Regions from separate parts of the Mus musculus genome. Here regions 1, 2, 4, 5, 6 and 7 are each linked to region 3. Evidence: chromatin contacts called from public HiChIP or PLAC-seq and promoter capture Hi-C data. All regions are on one chromosome and are shown on one strand. Each heading gives the region's core, a stretch centred on a gene start, on an enhancer-like site or on the middle of the called end of the contact. The rest is flanking DNA. Distances are from core to core; before and after follow the strand shown.

Region 1 (3,491 bases), core at 275-2,774, 380 kb before region 3:
AGCCGGGCGCGGTGGCGCACGCCTTTAACCCCAGCACTTGGGAGGCAGAGGCAGGCAGATTTCTGAGTTCGAGGCCAGCCTGGTCTACAGAGTGAGTGCCAGGACAGCCAGGACTGCACAGAGAAACTGCACAGAGAAACCCTGTCTCGAAAAACAAAACCAAAAAAAAACCCAAACCAAACCAAACCACCCAGAATCTGACTGTGGCTCCTTTGCTCCTAAACTTGCAGGGACTGGCTACTGCCTCATTGGGTGCAGTTGTCACTTGCCTGGCAAGTAGGGAAGCGAAGGCCCTGAGGTGGTCTTGATCCCGATGCTCTACTGGGATCCCAGGAGTGTTGGAGCGAGCCCTTCAATACCGAGCCTCTGGGATTAGGGTTTGTGCATGAGGGCAGACGCCCTTCACAATCCCTGCTTTCTGCTGCTGTTTACCATTTCCCAAATTCCCTCTGACCAGTCCCCGATGCTCACCGTACCCAAGAACTATTAATCCAGGCACAGGAGGGGACTGGAAGAAGCCTCTTTGCCTGCGACACGGTGGAGTGGAGGAAGCTGAATGTAACTTTAAAACTCAGCCCAGGGCTCACACCTCAAAGTGTCACTGACTCGCTCTCCCCATTGGAACTGGGGGAACACAGGCTGCTGCCTGGGTTGAAATGCCGTAATTAAGAGTTTCCAAGAGTGTCCTTAACTCTGATTGCCTGCTTAAACACTCCTGGAGTGGTGACCTTCACCCGCCTGGCTTTTCCTACCTGCTCCTTATACTGATCCGCATGCCGACGCTCGTCTTCAACCTGCATGAAGATTTCTTTCAGTTTCTTCTCTGTTCGACGGACTAGTTTGTTGGCAGCTGCTCGCTCCCTGACAAAGTGACCAAAGTAGTTTTAAAACTTGAAATTAATTATATTTTAAGCGGGGAAGTATTTTTGGAGTTGTTTTTCTTTAGAAAATGACACCTACTGGAACGGCCTTCAGACCTCCCAGAAGCCTGACGCAGGGACTGCCTTTCCGTGTCCTCAGTGGCAGCACTGCCTTGTTTCTGTGCACACAGTGAGTGACATATGCCACATACACATGCCAGTCATAGGGAACAGACATGGTTATCACATAACAAACACCTAGTCTATGGAGTGACTGTCTCAGATGAAGAGTTTACAGCCAATGGAAGCAGCAAACCCTACCCACTGGGGAACAGTGAAATAACCACCACTCTCTGGCCTGGGACTGCGCCTGGTTAGAGGAGATGAACACGGAGAGTCCCTGCAGACAGGAACTGTTCCTTCCTAGCTGGATCTGGGTCTGGTGGAGTCAGGTAAGGCGACTTAAACCTTGCTAGTGAAAGCTTCATTGCCGTGCCTTGCTGGAGACACTTCAGGCCGAGTGGGGGGAGGGCTAGGGATGTAGCACCGGGGCTGCATTTCCGGTCCCATCCTCCCCAACGAGGTGGGTAGGAGTGCTACCACCTGCTGCAGCCGCCTGCTCATTCCATCCCATGCAGTGCTTTGATTCATTTGGTGTGATGGAAACTGCCTGGGGGAGAATGCTTTTGAGAAATACTGCAAATGAGCACCTCACAGGGTGCAACCATCAGAAGTCTGCAGTGAATCCATAAAGATGCTGGTGCTAGGAAGTCATGGGGCAGCATGAGGACTTCCAGCAGGGCCAGGCAGAGCCCCAGCCCCTCCTTAGGCACGGCTCTCACTGCTCTCAGAACCTTCTAGCTCCTGTGCAGGTCACACACCCTGCATTCCCACATTCCCTTGCACTGGGTGTTCCTATGGGCGAGGCTACTTCTGGGTCATGAGATGGCCCACAACATCTTACTTGGCTTCCTGCTCAAGCTGCTCCTCCAGCTGCCCAATCTTGGCTTCCAGGGCTGAGATGGTAGCCTTGAACTTGGACTTGACTGCCCCCTCCAGCTCCTGCAGCTTGGCCTTCAGCTCCTTGTTTTGTCGCTCCAGCTGCTGGCGGGCATTGTCACTCTTCTGGGCAGCGCTGCGCTCTGCTGCCAGCTCTGTGTTCAGTGTGTCCACCTACAAGAGGAGGGAGGTCAGATAACCTGTGCAGGGGCAATGCTGCTGCCCCCAGGGCCGGCCGCATGGCACCTGCAGCGTGGTCTTGCGGAAGCGGTCATTGAGCAGCTCCATGTTGCTCTGCTCCTCCTCCAGCTCCTCTTCCAGCTGTGCGATCCGCGCTTCCAGGCGCCGCTTCTCATCCAACAGCGCAGACCTAAGCTCGAGGAAGGGGCCGAGCACAGAGCATAGGATGAGAACTGTGAGTGTGACTCCCGATTAGTCCCTGCATTTATCCCTGATCTGTGGGTAAGCCCCACCCTCAGACAGTTCTCTTTCCTTCCCAAATCTGCCTTCCTGGTCCTGCACTGTCCTCTGAACCACTGTGGTGACCTCTCTGCTGCTTAACTCTGCCTCTAGAATTTGGCCAAGATCTTGGATGAACTCTAATGTCCTAGCACTCCCAAGGAGAAAGCAACTTAATTGGTCAAAAGAAATCATTAAAAACAAACAAACCAAGCCGGGCGTGGTGGCGCACGCCTTTAATCCCAGCACTTGGGAGGCAGAGGCAGGCGGATTTCTGAGTTCGAGGCCACCCTGGTCTACAGAGTGAGTTCCAGGACAGCCAGGGCTATACAGAGAAACCCTGTCTCGAAAAACCAAAAAAAAAAAAAAGAAAAAAGAAAAAAACAAACAAACAAACAAACCCCCAAACAAAAACAAAACCAAGAAACTCCAAGGAAGATTGTAAGGAAGCTACTAGCCAAGCCAAGTCTGAAAGGGAGGCCCTCAGGTGCCAGGTTTGGTCAGTGGTGTCTTGGCAACTATCCAAACAAAAACAACTATTGATTGCCACTTTACATTTCCTATAGTAACTTTATGGTAAACCCTATACATGACAACATGGAGAAATCAAATTGGTACTGACAAGGAAGCTTTTTCCTTGCTGGAAAACATTCATAGTAACAGAAGGGGCTAATTTAGGATCCTGAGAGGAGGAAAGTTATCAACAGTCTTATCCATCTGTGGGCCCCATGAGCTATGGTAATGGCCAGTACATCAAGGTATACTCAAGGATGCAATATTGGCATACATGTTATGGTGTTTTAGTTAAGGTTTCATTGTTATGAAGAGACACCATGAACACCGCAACTCTTATAAAAGACAATATTTAATTGAGGCTTGCTTACACGTTCAGTCTATTATCATTATGGAGGGCACTATGGCAGCATCTAGGCAGCCATGGTGCTGGAGGAACTAAGAGTTCTATCTCTTGTTCCAAAGGCTTTCAGGCAGTCTGTGGATGTGCACTCTGTAAGGCCAGTGGCACCTACCGCCACAGGTGTACACGCATGTGTGTGCATGGGCATATGAGTGTGTGGCCCTATGTGTGACAGGCAGTGGCTGAGGATGCCCAGACTTCTTGTCATCCTTTTAGACCTGAAGAGATGAGCAAGCCCACTTACTCTGCGATGTCAG
Region 2 (3,248 bases), core at 611-3,110, 470 kb after region 3:
TCTACCAGGGGTGTATACAATAGTTAAAACTTTAGGACAAAATTCAGCACTTGGCTGGGCTTGGTAGCAGAGCCACCATTTTGGAGACTGAAGCAAAAGGGTCAGGGATTCAAGATCAACTTGGGCTCCCCGAGACACTGAAAAACAAACCAACAACAAACAATTCAGCAACTGGCCCAAATAGCCTAGATCCCAGATAACTCTAATTCTGACCTTGGGATCCACTCTCTTAATATTCAAATTTATCTGCCATCAAACAACTACAAATTGTACCGGAAACACCACCATAAGGCATATTCTCCAACACAAACTTTATAGGAATGCAGTGTTATAAATTATTCATCAGGAAGGTCAGGACTTTATAGCAATTTGTTCCTTGTACAAAGATGTTTTTCATCATTCTCTCCTTGGGGTCTCTTTGCTGAATAAATGGACCTTATCAGGCACTTCCTACTTCGTGCTGACATAAGTCTTCATGCTACTGATGCAGGAAAAGTGCAAAATTTCCCCTCCCAATGTCCTACAAGTTTTCTGTGAAAAGCCCATAGCACCCGTGCCCAACTAGCTACTAACTGGTGACCATGGAGTGTGAACTTCAGTTTATAACCTTTCTGGGGATTACTGGGTGAAGGGATACCCCACCAAAAGGTTATTTTGACCTCACTTTTACAGGAGCCTGGGGAAGTCTATGCATGCAGTCAGCCACAAGCATGATGGGCAAGAAGCCCCAGAAAAGGGGGGCAAATATTCGATTGCTCAAGTCCCAGCTCCCCCAGGTCATAGCCTACCCTAGGACCACAGAGTTAGCACCGAGTAGGCAGTACGTGGCTGAGTCCCCTCAACAGGGGGAGGATTCTCGCTGATCTTCATCCCTAAGGCCGCCAGCCTCAAGCTCAAAGATGGGCAGGGTCTCTGCCAGTCCCTGGAAGCCAGTTCCACCCCCAAGTTAATCCCCATACTCTGCTGCCATCACCGGCAACTCACCAGGGGTCCGGGGCCATGGTGCAGTCTCCGCCCGCAGCTGGGACACTTCCTGCTCGTAGCAGCTGACTACGGCGGCCCGTGCGGCTCATTCCCCGCAGTTCGGAGAGTGCGCGACCCGAGCCCAGAGTTTGCAAAGTGAAACCTGTTTTAATTGACCTCAGAACGACGTCCCCGCTACCCAGAGCGCACCCCTAAGGGAGTGGGTAGCAAGAATCTATTTTTGTTAATTCACATGAATTGCTGGACGCAAGAAAAATAGTTAAATTGTTGAGCAGAATCAAAACATTTTCCCAGGGAATGGAAACGCGTCAACCCCGGCTCTCTGTATTTTTCTTCTTAATTCAAAACAGCAAGACAAGCTGGGTGTGATAACTCAAGCCTGGAATTCCAGCACTTGGATGGCTGAGGCAGGAAATATACATACAGGCAACATATGTACCATACATGCATGAATACATACATACATACATACATACATAAAAATAGTTGCATACTGTACTAAAACGTTTTTAGTGATTTTTTTAAATTTTTCTTTTAAAAAGAAGTATCAATGCCATGTTTTTTATAGCAACCTATTCATCATAGGCAATTCTCTGTGCTCAATTATTCTGTGTTCAATTATTTTTAATAATCATCACGAGGGGCTTAATTGTATAGTTTTTAAAAAGTCACAGACCTGTACACGGGAGAGGAGGAAATTTACCTTGTGCACTTAGCGTCAACCTACCACCTACATTTCCAGAATGGATAAAATACATACTAAGGAAGTCCTCCCAACATTTGCAAGAGGGGAAATCAACTCAAACACAGTGGGCTGGGTTTCTGCTCCTGCATGAACCTAGCACGCATGCGTGCGCCAGTTACCATGACGACCAGGAGACGCTGCACCCTGGAGTTGAAGAATCAATGAGCTGAAACTCTCCAGGATGGAAGAACAAGTTTTACCCGAGCTGGATGTAGCAGAACTGGAGCTTCAGGCTGTGATCGGCTTCAATGGTGAGACCTTGAGCAACCATGATTTGATGCCTCAGGGACAGTGAGACGCTGACCTGGTAGCGCCTGAGAGGCAGTGGGAATAGCGGCAAGAGTGTGGCCAGGCACCACCCGCCCCAGGATGGTGGCAGATCTGGGCCTCATTCCTGAGCCTCAGGAACTGGCATGGGTGTAAGAGCTCAGATAAAGCTCCTCCAGAGACCAAATGAGCCTAACTCGGTAGGAGTATGAATAAGGGTCTTTCCCAAAGTAAGAACTCAAAGGTTTAAGACCAGGATAGAAGGGAAGTAGGACATTAAGGGAGAAACCTTTTTAATTCTGGAGGGGCCTTCTTGTGGTGCTCACACTTTATTTGTGACTGTCGTGGTAAATATTGAGAGAGAAATGCTGTGATTGGGGGTCGTGTTTGGCGTGTAGCGAAAAGGCAAGGAGTTAAATTTTAGGGGGAAAATTGATTTTTTAAAACGAATGTAGTGCCTGAAAGCTTTACCGTTGAAAGGATGCGGTGCGGAACGATTACAGAGTAAATAAAGGTTTAAGCGCTCCTGGCATTAACTCTTGAGTCTTCGTTGCTCTGTGCTGCTTTAATTGAAAGCCAGCGTTTTCTGTATCTGAGCCAACACTGTCTGTAGAGATGGACAAATATTACCGATAAGAAGTGATCCCTGGAGAACTGCAAAAAAATATTCTGGTGAGCCGGTCAGTGCAAAGACACACAAGATCTGTGATTGATTTTTTTTTAAGTAATTTACTTTATGTGCATTAGTATTTTGCCCTGCCATATGGATGCTGAGATTGAACCCTGGTCCTTCGGAGGAACAGCCCATGCTCTTAACCACGGAGGCATCTCTCTAGCCTGTAACTGAATTTTTGCTAACACAGTAAGGAAAGAATCTTAAAGTGTATCAAAGTTTGGGAAAAGGGTTGCTTAAAAAAAAAAACAAACAAACAAAAAAACCTGCGTGGGTGTTTTGCTCAGAGCGCATATCTGTGAACCAGTGCCCAAGGAGGCCGGAAAAGAGCATCAGATCCCCCAGGACTAGAGTTACAGACAGACGTGAGTCCCATGTGAGTGCTAGGAATGAAAGCTGGGTCCATTGGGAAAGAAGCCAGGGTTCTTAACTGCTGAGCCAACTCTCGGGCTCCTTGTTTTATTTTTAATTATGTGTATGGGGTGGAGGAATGGACATGTAAGTGCAGGTGCTCGTGAAGACCAGGAGAGGGCGCCAGATCTGGTGGCAGTGAAGTTACAGGTGGTATGTCCTAGGAAG
Region 3 (3,283 bases), core at 728-3,227:
TAGATACCACAAAATGTCAATGAGGTTCGATTTTTTAAATGTATGCAAGATAGAAGACTGACACAATTCTGTGTGTACCCATGTACCTCTAAAAAATATTCCCTCCAATCTGTAAATATACCCTGTATTTAACAAACTGTAAGATGCCATCAGTTGTAAAGATGCACCACTACTTTGTGTATTGACAAGAAAGAAATATCAGGGCTTATTATGATAGTAATCTGTTAACTTTAATTGCTAAACTTCGAGTGTGAAGTGGAGCTCAAGGCCAGCCTCGGCTACCTACTGAGTCGGAGGCCAGCCTGGGGCACAGGCTGAGATTGTCTCAGAAATGACAGAGCAGATGAGACAGCTTCCTGCTTTGCTTGACAACCTGAGTCCCTGGGACTCACAGGGTAGGAGAGGACAGACCCCTTCCAGGTGCCCTTTGACCACCATATGTACCATAGCAAGCCTGCACGTGTACGCTCTCATCCACAGCCACAAATTAAATAACAAATGTTTTAAATAATAACTGATATATGGAAATAAAATGTGAACCACATGTACATCTCCAAATTGAGGATATATCCTTATAGGTAATATTCGTTGCTGCTCATTTGGACCAAAGGCTCAAACACCAGGCTACACACACACACATACACACACACACACACACACACACACACACACACGTTTACGTAGCGCACAGTTCAGCCCCTCGGTGGGAATGAGTCTCTTTAAACATACAGATTCTATGTGCTTGTAAGAGCTTGTAACAATCACAGTGGAGGGTTGCCCACGAAGCTCTCATTGCGTTGTGTTCTTTCATTTCTGACCTGACACTGCAGCTCAGACATACACAGCCAGTTTTACAAATAAGGAGATGTCATATGCCAGAACCTGGCTGGACTTCAGGTCTCTATTCCGTCTTACACCTTACCAAGCAAACTCCCCCATCAAGGCTTAAGAACCCTATTTAAAATGTGTTTCACCTTGGAAAGCTGTACTGTACAACTGGGTTCCAAAGACTCGACAGGCATTACAGGAGCATAGCTCTGCTCTGGGAACCGGGCCTTACCAGGCAAGGAAAGCAAAGTGGACCGCCATTCAGAAAAGGCCTTCAGGTGAGTTGGCCTGCTTTTAGACCTCCTGTTGCCAAAAGCCACCCCTCCTCTCGACAGGAGGCTTAACTCACTTCATACCACATCCTGCTGCTTTCATCTCGCCTTCCTTTTCCCTCTGAACAGCCTCCTTCCTCCTACTGTCCTGAACTTCTTGCATATTTACTACTACCACCCTAGGATGGGCCATCATGCCAGTCCTACCATGCACACACGTGTATACATTCACACACTCATACTCGCGTGTCTCCGGCGTGTAAACACTGTGCTGGGCGCGCAATTCCCAGCCCGCAGCCGCGTCTGAGAGTCACTAACTTTGGGCAGCCTGAGGCTCGGTGGAGGATAACGCCCCGGTCCTGATGCCAAACAACTCCTGTTGTCCACGTTCCTCCAGAGAGTTCAGAGCCAGAGACAGGCAGGTTCCTTCACTCCAGAGCACACGGTGGCTTGTAACCCAGCAGGAGGCTGCACACACACACACACACACTTGGCCGCATAGCTACTTCAATCTTGATGAACAGTCCTGGGACGCCCCTTCTGCCTCTGGGTTTGTCCCATGGGTTTGTGGGCCCCGGTCCCCTAGGTGGACCTTAACTATAGAACTAGAAGGTCGCCAACTGTCCAGCCTACCGGCTGCAGTTGGAGCACACTACTCCAGAATGGTCCCAACCTGCTCTGGCTGTGCTTCGAGCTCTTATACGCGTCCTCAGCACCCCCTGGCTGTCCAGCTACACACCTGCAGTCCCCGCTGGGCGCCGGGCGCCGAGCCCCTCTCCTGCGGCGACTCTCAGCAGTTGGGGTGAGGCCCCCGACCACCGCTCAGCGGCTGGAACCGGGCAGCAAGTCCCAGCATCTGCCGGGTCTCTACAACCCTAGGGGAGGCGGGGCCTTTGGGGCGGGGCTTTGGGGGCGGGGTATGACCAGGGCTAGCCGCCCAGCCGGGCTCTCTCGCCCTCTGGTGGCTCGATTGTGTCAAGCCGGTACATCCAGCCCTAGAGTTTAGGACTCAAAGCAGTTGCCCTGCGCTAGGACCCCATCCGCTTCGGCTTGTGTACCAGTACTGAGTAACACAGCTCCCCAAAAGTAAGGTGAGGTTCCGTGGGGCGGAAGAGCGTTTTGTCTGTGCAGGAGGGGTGGGTGGGGGCTTCGGGGAAGGAGGAGAAAGAGGAAGCTCCGATGAGCTGCTTCCTTCTCGCAATGCGACCCAGCGCCCCACTTCCTCCTACTACTTCTATTTTTCGGGTGCTCTTAACCCTTAAAAGGCCTGCACCCCTGATGTGCTGAGGAGTAAGCACCCTGATTCCTCTATTCCGTCTACAGGAATCTTCCTAGAAACTTCCAACCAATCCAAACTTCCAGCACTGCTTCTGCAACCTCTGATCTCACAACCCACCACCTCTACACGGTACCAGAATCTCTCATCACTTCAGCTGGGTTCCACCTTCCCAGTAGTAGATCTAGAACCGACCACAAGGTCATACGTTATTGTTGCTCAAAAGCCACAACCCTACCTGAAAGCTAATGTAAAAACCCAATGGTTTTTCTTTTCCTGACTCCCTAAATACCAAGAAAAAGCAACTTCCCTAAATAGACAGAAACAGAAAGTACCCTTTGGGCGGGCGCAGAAGTTGGAACTAGGTGGGAAGGGGCTCAATGCCCACCATAGGTCTAGCCACAGTGATCTCCATCCCAACTACCTGTTTACAGGTGAGGAGCCCGGCCGTGGGCAATGTGGTCCATACAACTCTCTCCCCAGTCTCTACTTTATTCACAAACATGTTGACATTTGGAGGAGAGGGATGGAGGAAGCAGGCTTCACTGTAAAGAAGCAGACAAGATTGGCAGTAGGTGCCTGAAGGAGAAGATAGAGAAGAGCGCATTTCACAGTCCAGGAATGTGCTAGAGAAGTTGTGGAATGTTTGACTTCTTCTGCATTCTTGCTATTCCCAAAACTGAAGGCAGAATAAAGCTAAAACCCCGGGAAGCTCAGGACCTCAGAAACCCAGCGATGCTGCCCTCCAATGGCACACCCTCTTTCTTACTAGCAGCTGTGGCGCAGATGTTGAGTTTGAAATTTTCCTCCCTTCAACACTGGGGTGTGTTGTTGTCCCTGCAGGGCCAACCACCAGACCTCAAGAGCACCTGGCATCTTCTGGACAGAAATTAAAGTGACAGCCACT
Region 4 (3,365 bases), core at 106-2,605, 430 kb after region 3:
TAAAAGGAAAGGAAAAGAAAGGGGGGGGGAGAGAGAGAGGAGGAGGAGGAGGAGGAGGAGGAGGAGGAGGAGGAGGAGGAGGAGGAGGAGGAGGAGGAGGAGAAGGAGAAGGAGAAGGAGAAGGAGAAGGAGAAGGAGAAGGAGAAGGAGAAGGAGAAGGAGAAGGAGAAGGAGAAGGAGAAGGAGAAGGAGAAGGAGAAGGAGAAGGAGAAGGAGAAGGAGAAGGAGAAGAAGAAGAAGAAGAAGAAGAAGAAGAAGAAGAAGAAGAAGAAGAAGAAGAAGCAGCAGCAGCAGCAAGCAGACCAGGCTGGGGAGAGTCTGGAGCCCATGAAGGGAGACATGAAAGAGACAGACAGGTCTGCAATCCACAGACAGGGGAAAGGCTAAAGAGAGAACTGAACGGCAGCAGGAATTCTTTCCTAGCATTTAGGAAAAAGCACAATTAATTTCCACGTTCTCTCCTTGCTCTCAGGGAAGGAAAGCGCCCATGAGTCAAAACCTGGCCAAGAAGTTGGGTGTTTTCTCTTCTGCTGACTTATGTCCCCACCTTGTGGTCTGCTCAGGACACAGCTTTTCTGCTTACATGTGAGTTAAGGGTATATACATGAATCTGTGTGTGTGTGTGTTTATACACACATTTAATTCAAGCAGAACATGTAAAATGAAAGGGCACAGTACACAAGTCAAAGATACTGCAGTGAAGATCCTCAGTTAGCGGCTACCAGGGCAAAACCAGTCGCATCCAAATCCTCTAAGGACTGAGTGAGAGTATGTGGGGCAGTACACACTGACCTGCATGTGGATCGGAGCACAGCGCCCAGCAGTCAGTTCTCCCTCCATCTTGTTAGAGCAGGATCTCTCACTTCTCAGAGGCCTGCAAGCCTCCAGGAGATTCTCCCATCCCCACCTCCCGTCCCGCTGGACTTGAGCCTTGAGATTACAGATGTGCAAGACCACATCTGGCTTTTTACCTGGGTTCTGAGGATCAGTCTTGGGTCATCAGGCTTGCATGGCAAGCGCTCTTACTCGATGAGCAGTCTCTCTGGCCCAGAAGCCCGGCTGTTCCATTCTGTTCACTTCCTCTTCCAAAAGGAACCACTTACTTTCATGATTCATAACACTATAAATTTCACCTCTATAGGAATGGCAGCATACATGTGTAACTCCAGTGTCTGGCTTATGTCACTCAGCATGTTTGTGCGAGCCATCCACAGTGTGCTGTGCACCTGTAGACTGTTCATCTGTATTGGCTGTGTAATATCAATGTCTGAATATACTATTAGTCTACAGAGTTCCCTGGGCTCTTTCCAACGGGAACTTTTAAGAACAGCCCTGCTATAAACATTCTTTCTGAGTCTGTGGAACAGTTCCATTTGAGTGGGTGTGCAGCTTCTAAAGAGACTGTACTTATGCAATCTCACCAGTAGTATATGAGAATTCCAGCAAATCCCAGAAACATCCGGTTTGCCCGGCAAGGTAGCCGAGCTGCTCTGGTAGGTATGGCGGTGTAGCATCCTGGTTACAGTCTGACTTTTCTGATAACTGACTAAAGCCAACACCTTTGTATACAATCATCACACACCATCTCCTTTGTGAAGTCCAGGGTTAAATCCTCTGCTGTTGTCTTTCTAATGTCGTCTGCCTTCAGGCTCTTTATTTATGGTTGAAATATTTTCCATATCAGATGAATACCCAGAACATACTGATCTCCACTCTAGTTTGTCTTTACTGTTTGTAGTCTTTGGAAGACAGATTTTGATGGAGTCCATTTCTTCATGTGTTTATTTCCTTTGTGTTTAGTGACTTGGATGGCCTAAAAAATCTTTGCCTGTACCACAATTGTGAAGACCTTGGGATTTCTACTAAATGTTCATGTGACCTTTCATGTTTAGGTCCACAGGTCCCTTTGGATCGGTGGAAACGGAGGCTTCGAGACTCCTTTCTTCCCTGTGTGGACATCAGTTGATCTAATGCTACACCTGTTATGCCACCTCTGTGACCAGTCGGGTGACGACATGAGTGTGGGACTGGTCCTAAACACCCTATTCTGTCTCCTGGTTCACTTGCCTCTCCTTGTGCAACACCACAATGCAGCCTTAGCCCAGCTGCTGCACTGCTGTGTCTTCTTGTCAATGCTGCCTTGGTACTGCTTGGCTCTTCACACTGTCGGTCATAGAAACTGTGGTAGAAGCCAGATTATCAACTGACCACACAGAAGCCAAAATTCATAAGGGAACTGTAAGTGGGTTAGTTCTGGATCTACAACCCCGTCTAAAGGAAGCAGACATCTTAACCACGCTGGGCGTTCCAATCGCTGGGTTTTCCTTGGTTCCTCTACATGATGTTTCATGGTATTCCGTGTGAAGTTTTTATTAGGTTTATGCCCACATATTTCATGTGTGTGTGTGTGTGTGTGTGTGTGTGTGTGTGTGTGTTGCCTACATGTATATCTGTAAACTGTGAGCCTAGTGCCTATAGAGGTCAGAAGAGGACATCATATCTTCTTGAACTGTAGTTACAAACAGTTGTGAGCTGCCATGTGGGTGCTTAGAGTTGAACCCAGATTCTTTGAAAGAGCAGCCAGTGCTCTCAATCTCTGAGCCACCTCACCAGCTCCAATTTCACATTATGTTAATAAACATTGCTGCAGGGCAGATAAAGGGTTAATACCTAGTGAGCAATCAGCAGGAACCCTGACACTAAGCAACATGCCCCGCTCAGTTATTTTCAACAATATAATAAAGGCCAACTTCACATTTTTTACCATTGTGCATTTTGTTGCTGCTGCTTAACCTGGAAAGCCTTTGGAAAGCCCAGGCTGCTGCTTCCAATCACTTCCCAACAGAATGCTTTCTTATATCCCCCCTGGAAATAACAGATACATCAACGACTTGATCGATGACCTAGAGCTGCAATAACTAATAGTCCTTCAAAGTTCAAGGTCTTCGGTTTCATTGCTTGATCGAGCATCCACATAGATAAGGTCTCCTTATAACTGGCCTTCATTCAGAAGTCAACTCGACCATTAGAGAAAAATGCCAATCCAGAGTAACAACTACAGAGAACCCACCAAGCAATAACTGGCCTCAGAAGTGCGTACACAGCCCAGACGCCTCAGACAGCTGCTCGGCCACGCTCAGAGTCAGCTTCGGAATGTTCAAGAGCAAGCTTAAACTTTGCTTAACACTCTCCAAGGCATGCTCCTAACAAAAAAGGATCACACACACAGTGAAGAGTGAAAAACACACATCTGTGTGAAGAAAGAGAGGTTAGAGACAGGAGCCTGGAGGCATGTGTGCAGGCACACACGGGCGGAATCTCTCCAGAAGGACACACAGACAACTGTCCAAGACGGCTGCCACCAG
Region 5 (3,757 bases), core at 1,170-3,669, 400 kb after region 3:
AGTTACAGTATTTTGTCCCCAAAGCAACTCATTACAGTGCTTCTATTTTCTTTGTATTTCAAAAGAAAAACAAGGCATTTAGGTCTACCCACCCAAATCAACTTCACCTAAAAGCTCCCAATCACATCCAGAGATCATCTTCTAGATTCTGTGATTCTGGATCCTGCTAAGTTGGCAATGACTGTTAGTCATCACAAAACCTTGCAACAGGACCCAGGGCCAGAACCTCCAACCTTCGGGCATCTTTGGAGGAAAGAGGAAAGAAAAATGCAGCTCGTTGCCATGTCTGACCTTAGAACATGTCAGGAATGACTCAAATTCTGTGTCGCCTTACAATCACTCAAGATTGTAAAAGTGTCACCTACACAGACGTGGGGGCTACAAACTTGGGGAGGCTCCAACTCAGCTTTAGCCCTCCCTTCTTCCTACAAAGGCACTGAGGAAGAAAACCACTGTGCAGAGCGGCAGGAGCGGAGCTCAGGGAGACCTACTCTTTGCATCTGTGATGCTACTGGATCCTTTCTGCTTGCTGTGCTGTGCTGTGCTGTGCTGTGCTGTGCTGTGCTGTGCTGAGGTGCATTCTTTGGTTCAGCTGCTACAGTAGGAGGGACTGTGGCTGCCTCCTCCTTTTCAGAGATCAAGTAGGAACTGTGGGGAAGCCCATGGGAAAGGAAGGCCGATGAGTCACCTACCCGAGCTGTCCCAAGACATAAACCAACTATGGGCCCAGAAAGAAATGAAGAAGGCATAGTCTAGAAAAGGCAAAGTCCTTGTGGCTCAATGGTCTCAGCTCATCATCAAAACTAAAGCTAGCAGCAGCAAAGCCATGTGACAAGTACCACACCCATGCCAAGCAATCATTTCTGCATACTCAGCAGACTCACAGACACTGGCTCCTAGCTGTGCTGTAATAATAATAATAATAAAAGTATATTTCTCATCTTTACCCCCTAGTTCTTAGCAAGAACATCAAAAACCTTGGAATTCCCTGATAAGAGTAGTTTTTGTTATCTTTAAGAAATGCTTTTAGATTTGTGGCAAGGAGATGATTCCTAGGAGACCTTTAAGTAATTTGAGAGGAGGACTAGCTCTATGCATGATTAGAGCACTGAAAGTTTCAGGCCCAAGCTCACCTTCAGTGGTGGCGAAGGAGGCTGGTTGTACCATGGCCAATGATCAATCAAGTACTGAAGCCTCCACGAAAACCCACCAGCAAGGTCCTGACAGCTTTGAGGGCAGGGAACACATGGATGTGCTCTGAGCACGGCACACGTGGAAAGGGCATGGAGACTCTGCACCTCCTCCCCGACACCTTGCCACATTCACTACACTACTTGGCTCTTCCAGAGTGGCAACTACTACAATAAAACCCTATAAGCACGGCACCTTCCTGAGCTCTGTGAATGTTCTCATAAAGTACCCAATTCAGAAGAAGAGTCACGGGAATTTGTAGCCAAGCAGATAGAAGTGCCTAGGGACATCTAGGACTTAATAGCTGTATCTACACTGGGATGGTCTGGGGACACTGAGTCTATAGACCTGTGGAGCATCAGGAACTGCTGGATGCCCAGGGAGAGTCAGACAGTAGTTAGAATGACAGACTGTCTTTCCTGTTCCCCCATTCGTTCCTACTCTGTTAACAAGCCTCTGTCTATAGACAAAGACTGTCCACCCTCAAGTACCTAAAACTACGAATACAAGGAACAGGATTACCTTTCCTCATCTCCCTAATTGTATTACTTTAGGGAAATTCAGCCATGAAGGTAGCAGGTGATAAGGTGGGGTGCCACTCATAGGAAGCCAAGCAAACAACTTCCACGGACTCCAAATGAAACATCTGTTCTAGCAAAGCTTCCAGAGACCCAGCCACTTTGGTAAAATACTTTATATAGCTCCTGTTAATTCATAAAAACATGCCTTTGAGTTGTAGACAGTAGAGTTCAGCGTGTTGCCTCCTTCCTTCCAGAGAGCACAACCACGCTGCAGAGATGATCCTTTTTCTCTAAGAATGGCAGACACAGAGACACAGAGGAGAGCTATCAATGAACAAGTCCTTCAGAAGACTCACTTGTTCAAAGACGAGACCTGGGCTGTATGGACAAACCACAACGGAGGGAAACTCCAACTTGAAACAAACATGCACGCGTGCGCGCGCACACACACACACACACACACACACACATACACACACACACACACACACACACACACACACATAGCTATAGAGAGAAGCTCTTTCTTCCCAACTAGAGAGCACTGGAGACCCGCCAGGCTTGGAGTCAATGGCTACTGGCAGCCACAGAATGTTCTACACAGAGAGTGACTGTGAGGCAGGAATCAGGCCTGTGTGCAGAGTTCTCTATGGAGCAGCTGGGCCCAACTACCCTGAGCCCTGCCCTGTGTGGGCTGCAGCCTCCAGGGTTTACCCCCAGCTGCAACCCTTGGCCAGCTCTCTCTGGAGAGGAAGGACTGCTGTGAATGGAAGGCCCTTGGGAGCTGGTGTTCAGGCAAGGAAATGAGTCAGAGGCTCTGAGCTAGCTACAGGGTAATAAGAGGTCAATGAAGAAGCCATGTCACCCTAGGTGAAAGTTCCCAGCATTTTCCCCCTAGGTTAACGTTCTAATGCCATCACTTCTAGGGCCCTGACTCTGCTTGCGTGTTCTTCTTACTTAGCCCATGAGAAGCATGCCCGGGTAGAACCTAAGTACTTGTAGATTCATGGCACATTGTCCCAGGCAAGAAAGAAGCCCTCTGGGTAACCCGATCTGCCACCATTTAAAAAGCTGGCTATATGTGTCAACATGGTCCTCCATTCATAAACCTAAAGTGCTGATAAAACATTAGCAGAGGGCTGGTGAGATGGCTCAGCAGGTAAGAGCACCCGACTGTTCTTCCGAAGGTCAGGAGTTCAAATCCCAGCAACCACATGGTGGCTCACAACCATCCATAACGAGATCTGACTCTCTCTTCTGGAGTGTCTGAGGACAGCTACAGTGTACTTACATATAATAAATAAATAAACAAACAAATATTTTAAAAAAACATTAGTAGAGATGTAAGGAAAATCATAGCAGCAGAGATTGAGCTCATTACAAACTGCATGCCTAAAACAACCTTCCTTTCTCAGGAGACCAGAGACTGCAGCCAGAGATCAAGTTGTCATCACAAGACTGGCTTCTAAGGCCCTCTATGGTGTGTCTCCCTCGTGTCTTCCCAGGGTCCCCCTCCATATGTGTCTTGTTCCAGTTTCTTCACCTTACAAAGGACACTAGTCACACTGGATTAGGGCCCAGCCGACTGACCTCATTCTAACTTAATTACCCCTTTAAAAAGCTCTTTCCAAATACAGTTACATTCTTAGGGGTAGGCTGTCAGAACACCGACATGTGAATGGGGCAAGGCATAATTCAGCCCACAACAGCATGAAAGAAAAACTCTGAGATGAACAACCCAAAACTTGCCAAGAAAAAGCAGGAAGGATACAAGGAAGAGAAGAAAAATAAGTTAGTACCATTCAAAGGTTTTCAAAAGATCTCACAAGCAAAAAAAAAAAAACCACACTTCCGTGGAAAAAAAGCAACCATAAACATTAAAGCTTTTTAATGGTGAAAATCATAGCACCCCCCCAACACAGTGATGGTAGACACAGACAGACAGACAGACAGACAGACAGACACACACACACACACACCAATTAGAAGAGGCATGGATGACGATAAATCCACATAAAATGCTGGCCCAGATAAAGTGGGGCTTC
Region 6 (3,410 bases), core at 619-3,118, 510 kb after region 3:
ATATATGCAAATGTATGAGTGCACTATCATATGTTCACCTGTTCTCCAGAAGGGGGCATCAGATCCCTTTATAGATGGTTGTGAGCCACCATGTGGTTGCTGGGACTTGAACTCTGGACCTCTGGAAGAGCAGTTTAACCTAACTGCTGAGCCATCGCTCCAGTTCCCCCACCCCCAACCAGGTGATTCTTTTTTTTTTTTTTTTTTTTTTTGGATTTTTTGGTTTTTCGAGACAGGGTCATCAGGTGATTCTTAATTTGATCGAATCGACAATCAAAAATTAGCCTTTACAGCAAGCTCATAAACCAACTCTAGCTCCAGTTTTCGACTTTGCCAAGTAAGAATAGATTTCTGCTCAGACATTTATTGTGAGTCGTGAGACACACACCCAGGATTCCAGCACTCAGGAGGCTAAGGTTGAGAATGAGAGTTCCAGACAAACCTGAGCAACATAAGTGTGATGGACTCCCTCCTTCTTACCAACAACCTCCTAGCAAAACAAAAGCAACAGCCGCTCCCGAAACTGTTACCAAATGAAAACTCCCTGCTGGGGATCTTGACATGATCTCAAAGGTGAAATACCGGAGATGATTTATCAGAGTCTGCTATGACCACGGCACCTTCAGTACATCCGGGTCATGAAATGAACCTTATAAATTTATCAACTAGGTGGATGTCTTTCCCAGGAAGGTAAATGGTGGCTTTTTACACTTCAAGTCTCCACATTACAGTTTCTTCTTTATCCTTAACTTATGCAACTTTTTGGCACCAGGTAACTGCTGCAATTCTATGTGAAGATCGAGGAGGGATACTTAATAAATGATGAGCACTTATTATTAAATAGCAAGTCACATTTTTGGGTTCTGATGTAAGTCTGACTCCAGAAAGCTGCTGATCTCTTTTTGAGCTACAAACTGATGAGAAATTCATTTTGCAAGACCTTGCCTGATTAATTATAAACCTGACAGTTAAGGCATAAAAGGAGCAGAGGCCTCCAGGGTTACCCAGGGAATTAAGGGCGGGGCGAGGCCAAACTAATTCTGATTGGGTAAGGATACAGCCAGGCTTTAGCGTGGAGGAGCGAAGCAGCAACCGAGTAGGGGGCGCGCCTGAGAACCGGAAAACTTCCTGCCAAGCAAATACTGGGGTTGTAAAGAGCCTGAACTCTGCAGTGCACCCAGGGAGGGTCGAATTCCGGTTCCTCTCTTTTCACAGCCTCAACCTCGCTGAGCTCCCTTCACCAATGAAAACCAGGACGTTCAAGTCTCCCAAGTTTAAGGAAAATGAATGTAACCTATTGTGTTATTTAAAAAAACAAAACAAAACAGCAAGAAAAAGAAAACAAACTCCCAACCCACTAGCATTCCCACTCCCAGTTCAGGTCCTGGGGTGACCGGTGTAGGCAAAGGCTGCAAAGGAGGTGGCGCCACCTGACCGCATGCACCTGAGCCTGGGCTCCCCACCTGCACAGCTGCCAGCGCGCGCCTCTCGGGACACCTGGGCACGAACAGGGGCACCGCTCGCCGGTCAATTTTCTTAGTCTTCATCTGGCTTCCACGACCAGAAACTTAGCCAGAGCCAGGGCTTTGCTTCGCTGGGCGCTTCAGAAGGTTCCATCCCCGGGTTAGCTACGCTGTTTAGGGATGGGCGGGGAAGGCGAGCCGAGGTGAAAGGCCTGTTCCAAGGCGGGAAGGAAGGGCGGGGAAGTCCACTAGGCGGGCTCAGAGGGAGTGCATTCCCAGCTCCAGCCGCGGGGGCGGGAGCCCGGCGGCGGGCGCTGCCCTAGGGCCGGATTCCCGCGTGGGGCGTGGCGTGGCGGCCCCGCCCCTGGCTCCGCCCTCGCCCGGTGTCCGCACACCTGGCTCTCAGGTAGCCGGCGCCCGGCGCCTCCGGGAGGCGGTGAGGACCGGGAAGCTGCCGGCCCGCCTGGGGTCTCGGGGGCTGCGCTCCCGGACCACCGTGCGTGGCCAGCATGGATCCGGGCGTGGGGAACGCACTGGGAGAGGGGCCGCCCGCGCCCCGGCCCCGCCGCCGCCGTTCCCTTCGCCGCCTGCTTAACCGCTTCCTGCTAGCTCTGGGCAGCCGCTCCCGCTCGGGGGACTCGCCGCCCCGGCCCCCGGCCCAGCCCAGTCCCTACGATGGCGATGGAGAAGGGGGCTTTGCCTGCGCCCCGGGCCCGGCACCAGCCTCTGCCGGGAGTCCAGGGCCAGATCGTCCTCCGGGATCCCAACCCCAGATATCTTCGGGTGACGGGGCGCGTCCGCCCGGCGCTCAGGGCTTGAAGAACCATGGCAACACCTGTTTCATGAACGCGGTGGTGCAGTGTCTCAGCAACACCGACCTGCTGGCCGAGTTCCTAGCGCTGGGGCGCTACCGGGCGGCGCCGGGCCGCGCCGAGGTCACCGAGCAGCTGGCGGCGCTGGTGCGCGCGCTCTGGACGCGCGAATACACGCCCCAACTTTCCGCAGAGTTCAAGGTAGGCAGCGCCAGCCGCCCGCAGACTCCTCCGACCCTTCTGGTTTCGGCTCTTGAAAAGCGTGTGAACCATCAGCCAAGCCTGGTTCTTGGGCGGGGAGTAGGGGGTAGGTCTTCGGTAGACACTACTTAACCAGCCCAGCCTTGGGTTACCGCCTTTGTTTCGAGGTGACATGTTACATTATCATTTGCAAATGCTTTCTTTAGAAATTAGTTTCTTCCTGGTATTTTGGGCTGGGGTGGAGAAAGCTGGCAGCCTTAAGTGTGTCCAGCAGTTTTGTGGTTAAAAGCAGTTGTTGGAGTGGGACTTGCCGGCCAGGGTGAGTTAGAGCTTAGGATCTAGAAGGATGCAGCATGGGAAGCAGGTCCTTGAAGGCCAAGCTTTGGGAAGGAGGAGATAGAAGCGTGAGGAACAGAAAGCCGAGAAGGAACGGATCTAGGAATAATCCAGGTAGAGTGATCAATAAGTAGAAAGGGCAGAGGCCTGAAAGTGAAGCGTTTTGAAGGCAGGTGAAGGTCTTCAGATCGTGTATGACCTTGGACGCAGTGGCTTTGGATTATTTAAGTCCAGTGGGTGCTGAGAACCCGTGGGTCAGGTATTCTCAAAAGTAGGGAGAGGGAGTCGTTAAGAGTGCTATAGTAGAATGGTATCCTTTAATTTAATTCATACTAAGTCCTGACAGTATGTGAGCAGGAAGTGGCATTTGTTATCTGTAAGATTACAGTCCCCTTGCTGGGAATGCTTCGGGGTCATGAGAAGGCGTTAAAGTACAAATGTGGAGTCCCAGTCGGATGATGAAAGTGTTCCAGATAATTGATGCATAGGGTTTGCATCCTGCTGCAAAACCGCAGCTCTGGGCAGAAAGCTGAAGCACCCCCACGGACTAGTGATTGTTATTGAGGGTGAATATGACTGTCGGTGTTCATTCTGCAAA
Region 7 (3,569 bases), core at 932-3,431, 470 kb before region 3:
CCATGACATGTACTATGTGGTGGGGAAGGGAAAGAAATCATGGTACAATTTTAATACTGATGTTGTCTGTCGGTCTTTTGGGTTTTCTGCAGTTTGAAAATTACATTTTTAGCACTAATTTAAGTCTGAGAACCCCCTTAAGTGGTTGCTGTGCACATTAAACAATCCAATCACAAATTTGGAATAACTGACATGAAAAGTATATATAGGACAGGTATATGTATTATGGGATGTTCTACTTTGGCTTATATAATCAGTTTATGGGATCACAACCTCAGCTCCAGGTTGCTTTTTACTGCCAATACCTTAAGCCCACTTCATAATGGTGTTATCAATGGCCTCACTGATCACAGGGGCCACTTGCAGGTGCCATGTAAACAGCAATCAAGCACCAAAGCTAGTGGTTTCCTCCTTCAAAAACACCCACCTTGCTGGGGTGGATGCCCACATGGACGGTTGTGCCATTAGCCTTCTCTCGCTGGACTCGTTCGATGTAGATGACGTACTTCTTCCTGTACACTTGGACCACCTTGCCAATCTGCTGGCCTTTGTAGTGTCCGCGAACAACCTGAGTGCAAGTGAAAAAAAAACTGAGCAAGGGCTAGAGTGTAACCCAGAGAACCAGAACTGCCGAATCATTCATACACTGTGCACCTCCAGCAGACCCACACGTCCCCTTTTTGGGGTGGGAATGGGGTTACTGGGACTCAAATCCAGGACCTGTATATACAAGGTAAGCACTATGTGAACAGTGAGCTAAATCCCCAACCTTTTCATCTTCACAGACTGGAAACAAACCAGGCCAATCACCTATAGCAAAGAAAGGCTTTCTAAATAACAGACAAATCAAGACTGTTGCCATCCTATAGCTGTTTTCAACCCATGTCGATCCTCCCAAAGAAGTGTTTCATTTTATTAAGTATTCTTAAAAAGTGTTAAGATGTGCCAGTCTCGAAGTGCACACCCTTTATCCTAGGGCTCTATCTTATCTCTTTTCCAGGTCAGCCAAGGGCTACCTACACAAAGAAACCCACCCTGCGTTCTTTTAAAGACTTCCAGAACTTACCAATCACTAGCTATAAATTACAGCTACAGATAATCTCTCCCCAATAGAGCTAATAGAACCCCACACAAAGACATTAGCAAACCGCTGAGGCAGGACCAAAAAGCACACTGCTTTCCAGTTCTTTTGATGCAAAGCAACCCTTTCATACATCAAATGCAGGTTTTCTCACCCCCCCCCGCGCCCCCCAAATAATCGTAAAATTCCATTCAGCTTCGCCTCGCCAAGCAAGGACACATACCTGAACTTCGTCATCCTTCCGAATGGGCATAGACCGAACGTTATACTTCTGTCTCAGCTCTTTGGAAAGAGGGGAAGACATGATCTTCCTCCGAATGTGAGAGGGCGCATTGAAATGCCGTTTGCGGTTCTTGCTTCGGTCAGAAGTCACGAAGGGATTGAACTTCATTTTGGCTTAAAAACAAACAAAAAAAACAAAAACAAAAACCAGAAGACCCTTTAACGTTTCAAGTCTCAACCAGTTCCCTAAACAGCATCAACTCCACTCTGAAAGCACACAACGTTCACTGGAAGGTATCATGCTCGGTTACTCCAGACCTTCCCATCTGAGGGTTTTTTCGTCTTTAAAGACTGAAAACAAGATGAAGACTCTGCCATTAGTAACACCTATCCTACTTTTAAACTTGACTTTCCAACTTCAGCATCCCGGGAGGGTCCTACACAGCGTCGGTCTTTACCTTCTCATTTACCGCTTCTGGTGCTCTGCATTTTGCCCCCCACTTGAGCATGGAAGCAAGGGCGGATCTCCAAGCCCTCCCAACTGGCGAGAGGGCAACCGCACGGCTGACCCGGGGCTTATGATTATTTAACTCCATCTCCATGGGCCCCGCCGGCCTTCGAGTCCACGAACCTGGTCCCCTTAACCCTCTCCAGCCCCGCGGGCCCTGGCTAGGAAAGACACGGACCGAGCCCGCCCCAGTTCGGCTCCCTGGCTGATGCCGGGCCAGCAAGGCCGTCTCGGGGCCTCGGGACAGAAAAGCCTCCTCGCCTCGCCGCGGATGGCTGCGGATTACCAGCGACAACCCGCCGAGAACTCACCGGCTGCGATCCACCGATGGCCGCAAAAGGAAAGAGAACTACACGCGACTTCCGGTTCTGTAAGTTGCCGCGAGATCTCGCGAGAGTCTCGGAGCGAAAGGGGAGAGGAGGTTGGGAGAAAAGAAGAAACTAGGAATGGGAGTTTAGCGACATCTAGCGGCTCGGAGGGGGACTGCGAGGGGTCCTGACGTCATCCCTCGGAGGTGTGCGTGGTAGGCTTAGTCCTCTGGGGAAGGCAGTGCTCCTGGGATGAAGAGGGTTGCTTAGGGACGGTAGGCCGGCGTGAGAGGACCTGGGGGACCTCACCCTTTCATTCCTGGGCTCCGGGCGAAGCGCAAGACCTACTTTTAGGCGCCGAGTGGCTCTGGGACCTTGGCCAGACGGTTACCTCGGTGACTTGACCCATAGGAGTTAGTTCTTATAATTAGCCCCAGCCGGCCGCCCCCACATCTGGGTAGACTACTCTGGGTCCTTCTGCGAAATTGAGACCATCCCTCACCTGGACGGAAATAGGTCTTGGCCCCCTGATGATGCCAAGTTGCCGGTTCAAATCACACTTAAACAAACAGACCCGAGGCCAGATCCCCCGGAGCTCCCGGGGACTGGACCACCAACAAAAGATTACAGGCTCCGGTCACAAACGGGGCAGAGGATGACCTTGTTGGACATTAGTGAGAGGGGCGGCCCTTGGGCCTGAGGGTGTTCCATGCCCCAGTGTAGGGGAATGCCAGGGCGGGAAGACGGGAGTGGGTGGATGGGTGGGGGAGGTAAGGACAGAGGGGATGGGATAGGGGAGTTCCGAAGGGGAGACCTGGAAAGGGGAAAACATTTGAAATGTAAATAAAGAAAATATCCAATTTAAAAAAAAAAAAAAGGAAAAGCCGGCATTGGTGGCGCCTGCCTTTAATCTCAGTACTTGGGAGGCGAGGCAGGCGGATATCTGAGTTCGAGGCCAGCCTGGTCTACAGAGTGAGTTCCAGGACAGCCAAGGCTACACAGAGAAACCCTGTCTCGAAAAACTGAAAACATGAAAAGAGAAAAAGAACGGAAGAAAGAAAGAACGGAAGAAAGAAAGAAAGAAAGAAAGAAAGAGAGAAAGAGAGAAAGAGAGAAAGAGAGAGAGAGAGAGAAAGAAAGAGAGAAAGAGAGAAAGAGAGAGAGAGAGAAAGAAAGAAAGAAAGAAAGAAAGGAAGAAAGAAAAGAAAGAGACACGGGGTGGGGGGACACTCTCATCGCAGACAGGTGTACCCTTTAAAACTATGACCTCAACCCCCTCCTGAGAGTTCTCGGTTCCAGATCTGATGGAGGTAGGTCAAGGGGATCCGATTCTCTGCAAATGGGTTCGGAGGCATCGGTTTCTGTAGATAATATAGCCGTCATGCTAACAGGAGGCACATACTGTCTTAAGATACAGGGAGCTTACGGAACACTAGGCAGGACACACTCT

What was found. Promoter capture Hi-C pulls out the DNA fragments that hold promoters and counts their contacts. HiChIP or PLAC-seq counts read pairs in DNA pulled down with a chosen protein or histone mark.
Region 1: a promoter capture Hi-C map of embryonic stem cells shows a contact between it and region 3, with 2.6 times the contacts expected there. The contact joins the enhancer-like site here to the promoter of Pik3r5 in region 3. A contact is called at or near these places in 8 of 39 promoter capture datasets (the 3T3-L1 cell line, 3T3-L1-derived adipocytes, the C10 cell line and 4 more), 3 of 15 datasets of contacts at CTCF or cohesin (the NIH/3T3 cell line, large pre-B cells and pro-B cells), 5 of 484 Hi-C or Micro-C datasets (adipose-derived mesenchymal stem cells, embryonic fibroblasts, myocytes and 2 more) and 3 of 115 datasets of contacts at active chromatin or transcription factors (bone marrow-derived dendritic cells, pro-B cells and vascular smooth muscle cells).
Region 2: a promoter capture Hi-C map of pre-B cells shows a contact between it and region 3, with 15 times the contacts expected there. The contact joins the promoter of Cfap52 here to the promoter of Pik3r5 in region 3. A contact is called at or near these places in 25 of 39 promoter capture datasets (3T3-L1-derived adipocytes, the C10 cell line, the HPC-7 cell line and 15 more), 1 of 484 Hi-C or Micro-C datasets (embryonic stem cells), 16 of 115 datasets of contacts at active chromatin or transcription factors (the 230-238 cell line, bone marrow-derived dendritic cells, double positive thymocytes and 12 more) and 4 of 9 other capture datasets (adipose tissue, embryonic stem cells, liver and 1 more).
Region 4: a contact with region 3 is called in an H3K27ac HiChIP or PLAC-seq map of double positive thymocytes, with 11 times the contacts expected there. The contact joins the enhancer-like site here to the promoter of Pik3r5 in region 3. A contact is called at or near these places in 5 of 39 promoter capture datasets (the 3T3-L1 cell line, the SN4741 cell line, embryonic stem cells and 1 more), 2 of 15 datasets of contacts at CTCF or cohesin (embryonic stem cells and stem cell-derived epiblast-like cells), 1 of 484 Hi-C or Micro-C datasets (embryonic stem cells), 9 of 115 datasets of contacts at active chromatin or transcription factors (the 230-238 cell line, double positive thymocytes, embryonic basal ganglia and 5 more) and 1 of 9 other capture datasets (macrophages).
Region 5: an H3K4me3 HiChIP or PLAC-seq map of stem cell-derived neural progenitor cells shows a contact between it and region 3, with 15 read pairs. The contact joins the enhancer-like site here to the promoter of Pik3r5 in region 3. A contact is called at or near these places in 6 of 39 promoter capture datasets (the C10 cell line, the SN4741 cell line and embryonic stem cells) and 3 of 115 datasets of contacts at active chromatin or transcription factors (double positive thymocytes, embryonic basal ganglia and stem cell-derived neural progenitor cells).
Region 6: an HNF4G HiChIP or PLAC-seq map of pancreatic cancer cells shows a contact between it and region 3. The contact joins the promoter of Usp43 here to the promoter of Pik3r5 in region 3. A contact is called at or near these places in 19 of 39 promoter capture datasets (the 3T3-L1 cell line, 3T3-L1-derived adipocytes, the C10 cell line and 13 more), 12 of 115 datasets of contacts at active chromatin or transcription factors (embryonic basal ganglia, embryonic forebrain, embryonic limb bud and 5 more) and 1 of 9 other capture datasets (embryonic stem cells).
Region 7: a promoter capture Hi-C map of hippocampal neurons shows a contact between it and region 3, with 5 times the contacts expected there. The contact joins the promoter of Rpl26 here to the promoter of Pik3r5 in region 3. A contact is called at or near these places in 12 of 39 promoter capture datasets (the 3T3-L1 cell line, the C10 cell line, cranial neural crest and 8 more) and 1 of 115 datasets of contacts at active chromatin or transcription factors (memory CD8 T cells).

Annotation. Positions count from the first base shown.
Region 1 is chr11:68,810,339-68,813,829 of GRCm38.p6, reverse strand. It overlaps Myh10 (myosin, heavy polypeptide 10, non-muscle), which reads right to left. Exons shown (of 41, transcript NM_175260.2): 37 at 2,106-2,229; 38 at 1,825-2,033; 39 at 753-861. Among named protein-coding and RNA genes, the nearest start is that of Ndel1, 41 kb to the left of the region's middle. Within about 2 kb of position 1,524, at least 10 of the 459 cell types and tissues checked have an H3K27ac peak or open chromatin away from gene starts, as enhancers often do. A contact at or near this core is called in embryonic stem cells, where this site is marked.
Region 2 is chr11:67,964,254-67,967,501 of GRCm38.p6, reverse strand. It overlaps Cfap52 (cilia and flagella associated protein 52), which reads left to right and starts at 1,860. Exons shown (of 14, transcript NM_027963.2): 1 at 1,860-1,980. The coding sequence starts at 1,911. Stx8 (syntaxin 8) reads right to left here and starts at 1,044. Exons shown (of 8, transcript NM_018768.3): 1 at 985-1,044. The coding sequence starts at 1,001.
Region 3 is chr11:68,430,819-68,434,101 of GRCm38.p6, reverse strand. It overlaps Pik3r5 (phosphoinositide-3-kinase regulatory subunit 5), which reads right to left and starts at 1,977. Exons shown (of 19, transcript NM_177320.2): 1 at 1,840-1,977. It overlaps Gm32046 (a long non-coding RNA gene), which reads left to right and starts at 2,017. Exons shown (of 2, transcript XR_388771.3): 1 at 2,017-2,191; 2 at 2,424-3,283.
Region 4 is chr11:67,997,006-68,000,370 of GRCm38.p6, reverse strand. All of the region lies in intron 4 of Stx8 (syntaxin 8), which reads right to left. Among named protein-coding and RNA genes, the nearest start is that of Stx8, 32 kb to the right of the region's middle. Within about 2 kb of position 1,355, at least 4 of the 459 cell types and tissues checked have an H3K27ac peak or open chromatin away from gene starts, as enhancers often do.
Region 5 is chr11:68,029,588-68,033,344 of GRCm38.p6, reverse strand. All of the region lies in intron 6 of Stx8 (syntaxin 8), which reads right to left. Among named protein-coding and RNA genes, the nearest start is that of Stx8, 65 kb to the right of the region's middle. Within about 2 kb of position 2,419, at least 106 of the 459 cell types and tissues checked have an H3K27ac peak or open chromatin away from gene starts, as enhancers often do. A contact at or near this core is called in the SN4741 cell line and stem cell-derived neural progenitor cells, where this site is marked.
Region 6 is chr11:67,920,611-67,924,020 of GRCm38.p6, reverse strand. It overlaps Usp43 (ubiquitin specific peptidase 43), which reads left to right and starts at 1,868. Exons shown (of 15, transcript NM_173754.4): 1 at 1,868-2,476. The coding sequence starts at 1,973.
Region 7 is chr11:68,900,178-68,903,746 of GRCm38.p6, reverse strand. It overlaps Rpl26 (ribosomal protein L26), which reads right to left and starts at 2,181. Exons shown (of 4, transcript NM_009080.2): 1 at 2,123-2,181; 2 at 1,305-1,477; 3 at 428-568. The coding sequence starts at 1,472.